3 separate regions of the Hordeum vulgare genome follow, and all the other regions are linked to region 1. A link is a contact called in public Hi-C data. All regions are on one chromosome and are shown on one strand. Each heading gives the region's core, a stretch centred on a gene start, on an enhancer-like site or on the middle of the called end of the contact. The rest is flanking DNA. Distances are from core to core; before and after follow the strand shown.

Region 1 (2,932 bases), core at 214-2,713:
CTCTCCCGTCCACACTTGTCTCTCGTGCCCACTGCACCTTGGCCCTTTCCGTCCTAGATCTACCCATCTTTCTTTTTCTCCGAGGCTGTCAGCGTGTGAAGGGTTTGAAAGCCGCAATTTGACAGCTGAGTGCGCAATAATGGCATGCAAAATTACGTTAATACTGCTACTCCTTCCAGCTCAATTACTCCTGCGCAACCTCAAGGCAGTCGAGTCCAGAAGCAACCATGCAGAGTGAGACGTGCAATTCACCAAACCATTAACTGTCGTGTCGCAGAGATGGCAGCAAAACTGATGACGTTTCCCAACCATTCATCTTGCCTTTCTGAACAAAAAGAAAAGAAGTACTACTCCTGTCCTGAAAAACTCATCATCATACTACACTCATCTTACGAGATACACATATACTCAAGTCTCGGTTCACCTCCACGCCGGTTTGATCCGTTTAGACGAACAGATCTCAGATCGGTTCTGCTACGTTCTCGGCGGAAAAACTATTTACAGGGCTCCTCGGTCTGTCTCAGACAACTAAACAAAAATACAAGAGGACCAAAACGAGGAAGGAAGGAGGGAAAAAAACGTTCCCTGCAGGAAAAATGACAAGCTACAGTCATCATCTAAAATTTGTCCTTTGTCTAGTCCTCCGAAGGCGGCGGCCGGTTCAGATCCAGATCAAACGCGACCGCCTTATGCGCTGTCACCGCTGGGGGCGACGGGGACAGATCAACGACCGACGAGGAGTCGGAGTCGCTCTGGGCAACGGCCGCCACGGTGACCGGCTGCGCCATCTTCAGCGTGCGGTAACCTGACGAAGCCGCCGCGGCGGCCGCGGCCTGTTCGTAGAAGAAGTACGGGTGCAGGGGCTGGCGCGGCGCCACCGGGTAACCGTTGAATGGAAAGCGCATGCCGCCGGCGGTCACGGCCGCCGCGCGGTGGAAGAGGTCCAGGTCGAGGGCGGGCGGCAGCGGGATGGCCTGCATAGGCGCCTGGGCGCAGCCGCCGCTCCCACCACCGCTCGAGTCCAAGGTGCTGTTGCTGCTCGGGCTGCCGCCGCCGGCGGCGAGAGGAGACGGCGACGACGACGAAGGGAACGGGAAGTTCGTTTTGGCCTTGGCGCCGCGGAACTCGCGCGCGGCGGTGTCGTAGGCGCGCGCGGCCTCCTCCGCCGTGTCGTACGTGCCGAGCCACACCCTGCTCTTCTTGGCCGGGTCGCGGATCTCTGCGGCGAAACGTCCCCAGGGGCGCTTCCGAACGCCACGGTAGTGGGCGCCGCCGGCTACGACCCCGACGCCGCCGCCAACGCCAAGGCCGAGCCCGGTGGGCGGGGAGACAGGCGCCTTCTCCGCCGCTCTAGGCGCCATGGGTGCAGCAGGTGTACAAGTGGCGTGCGCGTATCTTTTTGGTTATGCGGGCGTTTTGGTGAGGTGGGGTGGGTTGGGTGTGTAGCGCCCAGGATAAGGCGAGGAGGGGGGCGTGCATTTATAGATGGACGGGGGGTTAAAAAAGGGAAGTGAGTAGGGGAAAAGGGGAGCGAGCGGTGAGCGGTGGAGGGAGCGGCGAGAGGGAATAAAACGCGGCGCAGTCAGCATGCGGTTTGACTGTCCTCGCCGCCGCCCCCCACTCGTCTTTAGCATGGCGGCATTAAATTAGGCCAGCGGCGCCTTTTTCTGTTTAGCCCACCGCCAGACATCAATTTTGCACAATATATGCCGTATGCCAGGGAACGGTTCCGCTTGAGGCCTTCTTCGAGGGATTTGAAGGGATTAAATCCCCAGCAAGTCAAAATTCATCTCAAACCCCTCCAATCCCCTTCAATCCACTTGTGATGGGGATTAACCGAACAAGCCCTGATGATGATATTTGTATTTTGCGTCGCCATACCCCCAAGTTTGTCGCTCAATCCCATTCTAGCGTCACACGAAGTAATATTTAGCCCATGTTTCTTTAAAATCCCTAGTCCCTATAAGTTTTTTTTCAGGGATTAAACAGAAAATAGAGGTCATTAAATGACATGCAAAAAGATCATGTTACCCCTAGTATTAGAAGTTATTAAATGACATGCTAAAAGTAGGGGCACTATTAAAAAAGTATCAAAAAAGTCTCAAACCTCAAGAAAGGGTTTTTTGGCGGCGTGTTGTTTATGAAAGGACGTGGATGTCGTTTAGAGGGGGGTGAATAGACGCTTTAAAATAATTAAGGTTTAGACTTGAACAAATACGAAATAAAACTAACGTTTAATATGTCAAGCACAAACCTCAAACAACTAGGTTCACCTATGTGCACCAACAAGTTATGCAAGATAAACAACTAAGTGATAGCAAAATATATGACAAGAGACAATATGGCTATCACAAAGTAAAGTGCATAAGTAAAGGGTTCGGGTAAGAGATAACCGAGGTACGCGGAGACGATGATGTATCCCGAAGTTCACACCCTTGCGGATGCTAATCTTCGTTGGAGCGGTGTGGAGGCACGATGCTCTCCAAGATGCCACTAAGGCCACCGTAATCTCCTCACGTCCTCGCACAGTGCAAGATGCCGTGATTCCACTAAGGAACCCTTGTGGGCAGTCACCGAACCCGTACAAATGGCAAACCTTGAGGGCGGTCACCGAACCCGTACACGTGGCAACCCTTGGGGGCGGTTACCGGTACCCGTACAAATTGCTCGGGGTAATCTCCACAACCTAATTGGAGACCCCGGCGCTTTTCCGGAGCTTCACACCACAATGATTGAGCTCCGAGACACCACCAAGCTTCTAGGACGTCAAAGCATCCACGAAGAACAATATCTAGGGTACTAAGTACCAAAGGTAATAAGCTTCTCAAACTTCACTTCCACGTATCACCGTGGAGAACTTAAACCGATGCAACCAATGCAATGGCAAGAACACACGAAGTGGTCAAGTCCCTCACACTTCAATCCCTCCACA
Region 2 (2,949 bases), core at 359-2,858, 140 kb after region 1:
AAGAGCTTCATAATAAATTTAATGACACTCCCGCTACCTTAAATGACACTCCCGCTACCTTAAATGACAACTTTATTATCAATGAAGAGATAAGCCTGATGATCAATAAATTTAATAACTTCTACAAAAATAAAGGCAAAGAGAGAAGCTCCTGGAGTCTTTAATATTGGACATACTCCTTTCCTTCATAAATAAATATAATAAAATGGTTTGAATATTTTAATATGGATCACATTGCGGACTAACATATAATCCCTCCGTTCCTAAATATAAGTCTTTGTAAAGATGTCACTACTGAACTACATACGGATGTATATAGATATATTTTAGAGTATAGATTCAATCATTTTGCTTCGTATGTAGACTCTTAGTGAAATCGCTTAAAAGACTTATATTTAAGAACGGAGGGAGTAGTAAACAAACACACTAAAACATGTTGATATAGATCTCTATAGTCAAAAAAAGTTAGAGGTGTTAAAAAAGAAGTGTATTCGGGAACTGATGAGTATTAAGAAGTGTTTAAAAACAGGAACAAGTCGAAACTGGTTGTTGATGAGATGACACAGCATTCAATTCGTCTCTATCAGAAGATTCAGGGACTGTTTGGTTCCCAGCCTAACGTTGCCACGTCTAACCTTAGTCATGCCACAATACCTTAGGCATGTGTTTGGTTCATTATCACACTTGTGGCTTGCCACAATTTTCTAGTTATATGGTCCACATGTCATACACTCAATTTTTGACAAATCTTGCCACACTTATGGTGTCCATTTTATTAGCCACATTTTTTATAGCAGCCATACTTTGCCTAAGGTTAGTTATGGCAAAGCTAGTCATGAACCAAACAGGCCGTGAGTCATCCAATTCGCGAGTCCAAAAAGAATTGGCCAGTCCACTTGCAGCCTCGATAAAAAAAAAGAAACTTGCAGCCTACTACGTTGCCGCACGAGCGCACGGCATGGTACACGAGGCCGCGTCCGTGGAGCAAATTGTTGCGAGCAGTGCAGCCAGGATGCACCCCACTTTGGAGACGCAATTATTGAAGAAGGAATTCATGGCGCAGAGGTGGAGCTGGACCGGCGGTGGCCCCGCGCCTCCCCTCGAGGACAGCCTCGACGCACTAGGGTCCGTCCGGACGTGACGCTAATTAAATCGTCACGCAGCACCTTCATACACAGCGCCGCGCCCATAAATTATCGCACCTGGGGCAGGCCCGCCGCTCAGCAGCCGGCCGACGCGTCGACGCCGTGGAAAAAGAGGGCGCCGCTGGAGCGGCGGCACGGCAGGGGGGGAGAAAAAAAGAGGCCGGCGACGGCGACCCGCCGAAAAGAAAAGGAGGGGCGACGGGGACCGGGCGCGTCTTCTACGTGCCGCCTCTCCAAATCAGTCGTCGGGTGGTGCGCGGTCCCCTCGCACGCGAACGGCGCCGCGCCAGGTGGAGGCGTGGACGGGGATTGCCCGGCGACGCCGGCACGTACCCGTATCCGCCTGTCTGCTTGCTTGCCTTTTTTTCTTTTCTTTTCTTGCTTTTGGGATTGGGATGGTGGTGGCGTGCTGTGGACTGTGGTAGACGGCGGGCGGTGCGGAGCGGGACAAAGTCGACGGGACGTCGCGCTACCGGGTCCAAGTCGTGCGCCCCGCTCCCCACTTGGTCTCCCCACCTGCCTGCTGCCGCGTAGTAAGCGGTGAGCGTGAACGCGGTCCGGCGTGCCTGCCGGTCTCGTCGTATATCGCTCCGAGTTTGACGTAGACGGCGGAGCAGTTGAGACAGCGTTTTACTCGGCTGCGTAGGAGTGACATGTTGTGCGCATGTTAAGTTTGTACTACTATCGGTTTTCATCATCATCATCATAATAAGTACGAAAGTTTGTATCGTTTTCGTACGTATGACACTTTATTCACTTTATTTAACGAGGAAAGAAAAATCAAATGCATCTTAATTTATACCGTTATACATACTATCCCGTCTGTTTGAAAATAAGTATCATCGTTAAAACCGTGAAAATTATGTTCTGCTAGTAAGCTTAATTCTATCTTTATCTTGTAGGTTAAAAAACCTTGTTGTCCGATGTTGTATTTTAAAATTTGGAATGTAAGACATCCTTGTTTAGTTGTTTTATCATTACTAGAATAAATGCTCGTACGTTGCAACAAAAGAAATTGTTACATGTATCATGTCTACACCTATTTTTCTCATTTCTCGTCTCAATTTGTCACATGCACATGTGCTGCAATTGTGAATGAAAATTCTTCACACTCCTGTAGTTTTCCTATATGCTCTTTGAAGAGGAAAAATGACTAGTTCGATTGATGAAGCACGTTAAATACCTCAATAGATTATCAACACTTTTTATTATGTTTACGAGTGCAGTGTATATTTCCATTTTAATTACTCCTTCCGTTCTTAAATGCGTGGGACAATAGCCCTTAAAAGGGTCCCCACAATTCTGTGTTTTATTAATAAAAAAGATAAACAACAAAGATGCGCTTATCTAGGATCGAACACTAGACTATGTGGTAAAAGGTTTAAGCTCTAGCCATTGGGCTACTAATATGATAGCAGTAAATTCGCAGTCCACTTATAGATAACCATAATAAAACGTATTGACTTCACACAAAAAAATTGAAACGTTGGGCCTTGATGTTGTGAGAGGCAGCCTGGCGTTGCGGCTTGGGTTGCACGGCCCACACGAGCGGATGGGGCAGCGAGCGAGGGGCCAACGGGAGCTCGTCCCTTTCCTCCTGCCCGAGGTAGGGAGACAACGGCGATGGACTCCGGCGAAGCAACGACGCCTGGGGCGGATCCGGCGGGAATGGGTCCATGACAACAGGATCTGGGCGAGGGAGCGTGGATCTGAGCGTCGACGTGCTAGAGATGCGGCTGGGAGCTCGGGCGTCCATGGTGGTGTCTGGTAGAAAAAAGATGGTGAGGCAGGAGAGAGATAAAAG
Region 3 (3,175 bases), core at 340-2,839, 240 kb before region 1:
ACCTAGGAGTATACACTATCTAGACAGACATACATACAGACGACCATGACGTAATCCGACCTCGCAAACGGAGACTCCTCGACCAGATACGTAGTGGCACAAATAAGGAATTACTGCTATGGCTTACACCTTCCACTCCGGGCTGAGTTTTTTTTTCCTCGTCTGAACACGCCAAATAACCAGGCATGTTTCAGTGATTGTATAAAAGCTATCAGCTGGTAGGAGTATATGATAAGCCAAGGAAGGAGTCATGTTCTGAAACTAGTAGTACTCCTACTTGGTTGTTGATTGGCATGTACCCTAATAAGTTAGAGATTTCATCAGGCCGGTCTACGTCTCCACCGATTCACCGCGTCTCTATAGACCATAGTATGGCCGCTGCGCGACTGTCTTTCAGCCTTCTCACCATGTGCAACAAGCAAACAAGTTAATGGCAGTAGCACTACTATGGATTAGCACATGCTCAGCACAGTATCCGCAAAAGACGGTACTGGTGAACGCCTGACCAAGAAGTACAGCGCCGCCTGCTGCCGCGTGCACGGCCGCACTCTCGGCGACTAGTCTAGTCGGCTCGCGGGGCTACCGGCCTTGGACCAAAAGACAGGGTTCACCGCGCAAAACACATCCGTTAAAAGTAGATATCCAGCCCTGAACCCACCTAAGCCCACCATTACCGACAGCACACCCGAAAGCAGAAACGCATGAGCGAAACGGACGGGAAATGACCAAGAAGAAAGGCCAAGCTTTCCACAAATAGGTATATACAGGCAGCTAGCCGAACCAGTGCCGTCGGCTCCCCTTGCGGCCGTCAGCACGTCTCTCTCTCACACACACCGTCACAGAAGCCCACTACCGTCGATCGCAGCCATGAGCCATGCGATCGTATCACGACCCGAAGAGCAGCGATGGCGGCTCGTTGAGGTCGAACGGGAGGCCGGCAGGCCTGGGCGCCATGCCGAGCTCGAGCGCCGTCGACGGCGGGACGGAGGCCGCCGGAGACGCTTCTTGCGGAAGACGAGGCGCTGGCGCGGCCGCCGGAGGCGAGAAGTAGACGAAGTGCCACGGCGAAGGGAAGTTGAGGTTGAGGTCGATGCCGCCGAACGGAACGGGTTGCTGCTGCAGGGGCGGGCGGTGGTGGTGGTGACGGTGGGCGTGGTCGGGGAAGTTGGTCTTGGCCTTGGCGCCGCGGAGGGTTCGCGCGGCGCGGTCGTAGGCGAAGGCGGCCTCCACGGGGGTGTCGAAGGTGCCCAGCCACACGCGCGTCTTCTTCCACGGGTCGCGGATCTCCGCAGCGTACCGCCCCCACGGCCGCTTCCTCACGCCCCTGTAGTGCGCCTCGCCTCCTCCTCCTCCTCCTCCCGCGCCACCTTGGCCGCCACCGGGGCTCGCCGCACCCCGCAGCACCGGATCCATCGGACGGGGAGGTGCACAGTGAGCCTACACGGCGCGGCCGGCGATGTCTGGCTTGCTCTCTTGGACAGGTCTCGTCCGTCTATCTAACGCAACGCATGTGGAGCGCTACGTGGGATGGGGTTCTTTGGGGGAGCGACGGTGTACTGGTATTATAGACCGGCGCCGCACCTCGTAGTCGTAGTAGAGAATGGGTGGGGCGGTAGCCGTATCTTGGGTTGGGGTTTGGGGGACGGGTTGGGTGGGGTGGGGTGGCTTGGGGGAGCACGCCACAGCCGCCGCGCGACTTGACGTATCGCCGGGACCGCTTTTATTTTTCTTGCTGCTGCTGGTCGCTGCGCGGTACCGTTCCTGGCGCTACGCAGTGTGTACTGTGCACCCAACCCACCGCCTCCATTTCTCACTCATGTGAACTCTCTCTCCGCCTGCCCGCGTGACGACATCCCTACCTAATACGGCCGCGCCGCTGCTCGCTTTTCACTAAGTCCTAGACCAGCGGACGATTCCACCTCGCCTCAAAGCAACTTCAACGCACAGGTCCAAATAGACACTGCATTTCTTGTCCATTTAAATCGATCTAGCGGACATGTTTGTCCTTTTTTTTTATTTCGATCATTTGTATTGAACCATTTTTTTTATCCGTGGTGATTCAAAAGACGAAATGGGTCACTGGTTGGAATTGCTCTGGTGCATGCGGCGCCGGACGGTGCAGCGCGCCATGTATGGTGGGGTCACGATCGTGGGGGCCTGCCTGCCAGTGAATCTTGCATTGCATGCCTGCGCCATCCTCCTGCCCTGCTTCCCGCCCGGGACTGCCTTGTCGCTTATTCGCCGCGAGGAATAAAAGAGGCGCAAGTGGCATGCTAGAACCAGCTTACGATGACCGGTGGGGGCATGGGATCGCTGTCCCCATGGACCAGTCAGTCAAATGAGCATGGACACCCTCGCGAAAAAAGAAAATGAGCGTGGATACACGGTGGGTGGCATCGGGGACGTGTCGACGGGCAATTGCTTGCGCGCAGTTCACGTGCGAGGAGGCGTGTCGTGGGGCGGGGGACAGCACGGGCGGGCTGGAATGGGACGCGTGTGGCGCGTCGCCGTTAGTGATGGCGGCGGGGCCCTGGGCCGGCCGATGGAAGGCGGAGCGGAGCGGAGCGGAGCGGAGCGGGTGGTGGGAGGAGTACGGCGTTCGGTGCGTGCGGCGGTGTGGGCCTACTCGCGGCTTTCCCTTTGCTTTCAGCAACTGTTTGTTTGAGAAGTTTTAGGACTTCTTTTTATCTTAATTAAAAACTTTCAAGTCCTATCCGTTCGTTTTCATCGACTAAACAGGGACTATAGATCATTAAATGACATGCAAAAAGACCATGTTACCCCTAATAATGTACTAGAAGTTATTAAATGACATGCTAAAAGTAGGAGCTCTATTGGAAAAAAAGTGTCAAAAAAGTCGCAAAAAGACCCTCCCACACGGACTTCTTCCTTTAGTCCCAAATACCCCATTTTAGTCCCTAAAAGTCCCTCCTGTTTGTTTCACACGGAACTAAAAGGGACTTTTTTTAGTCCCTACACCAAAAAGTCTATGGAAATAAACACCCCTTTACTATCGGTTCGTTTCTTTCGCCCGCTGGAGGAGCTCCCCTTTACTATCGGTTCGTTTCTTTCGCCCGTTGGAGGAGCTCCCCTTTACTATCGGTTCGTTTCTTTCGCCCGCTGGAGGAGCTCACGGGCCGGGTGTGCGCTGTGACGTCAAAATAGAACATGAAGG

Evidence for each region. A called contact is a pair of places that touch in the nucleus more often than the background predicts.
Region 2: a Hi-C map of leaf shows a contact between it and region 1, with 4 times the contacts expected there. The contact joins the enhancer-like site here to the promoter of LOC123444612 in region 1. A contact is called at or near these places in 4 of 6 Hi-C or Micro-C datasets (leaf and seedling) and 1 of 1 datasets of contacts at active chromatin or transcription factors (embryo).
Region 3: a contact with region 1 is called in a Hi-C map of seedling, with 3 times the contacts expected there. The contact joins the promoter of LOC123440370 here to the promoter of LOC123444612 in region 1. A contact is called at or near these places in 3 of 6 Hi-C or Micro-C datasets (leaf and seedling) and 1 of 1 datasets of contacts at active chromatin or transcription factors (embryo).

What each region holds. Positions count from the first base shown.
Region 1 is chr3H:516,421,921-516,424,852 of MorexV3_pseudomolecules_assembly, reverse strand. It overlaps LOC123444612 (ethylene-responsive transcription factor 4), which reads right to left and starts at 1,463. Exons shown (of 1, transcript XM_045121393.1): 1 at 357-1,463. The coding sequence starts at 1,361. The coding sequence ends at 636.
Region 2 is chr3H:516,286,425-516,289,373 of MorexV3_pseudomolecules_assembly, reverse strand. No RefSeq gene overlaps it. Among protein-coding and RNA genes, the nearest start is that of LOC123444612, 140 kb to the left of the region's middle. Within about 2 kb of position 1,608, at least 3 of the 3 cell types and tissues checked have open chromatin away from gene starts, as enhancers often do. A contact at or near this core is called in leaf and seedling, where this site is marked.
Region 3 is chr3H:516,660,845-516,664,019 of MorexV3_pseudomolecules_assembly, reverse strand. LOC123440370 (ethylene-responsive transcription factor 3-like) reads right to left here and starts at 1,589. Exons shown (of 1, transcript XM_045116939.1): 1 at 723-1,589. The coding sequence starts at 1,413. The coding sequence ends at 886.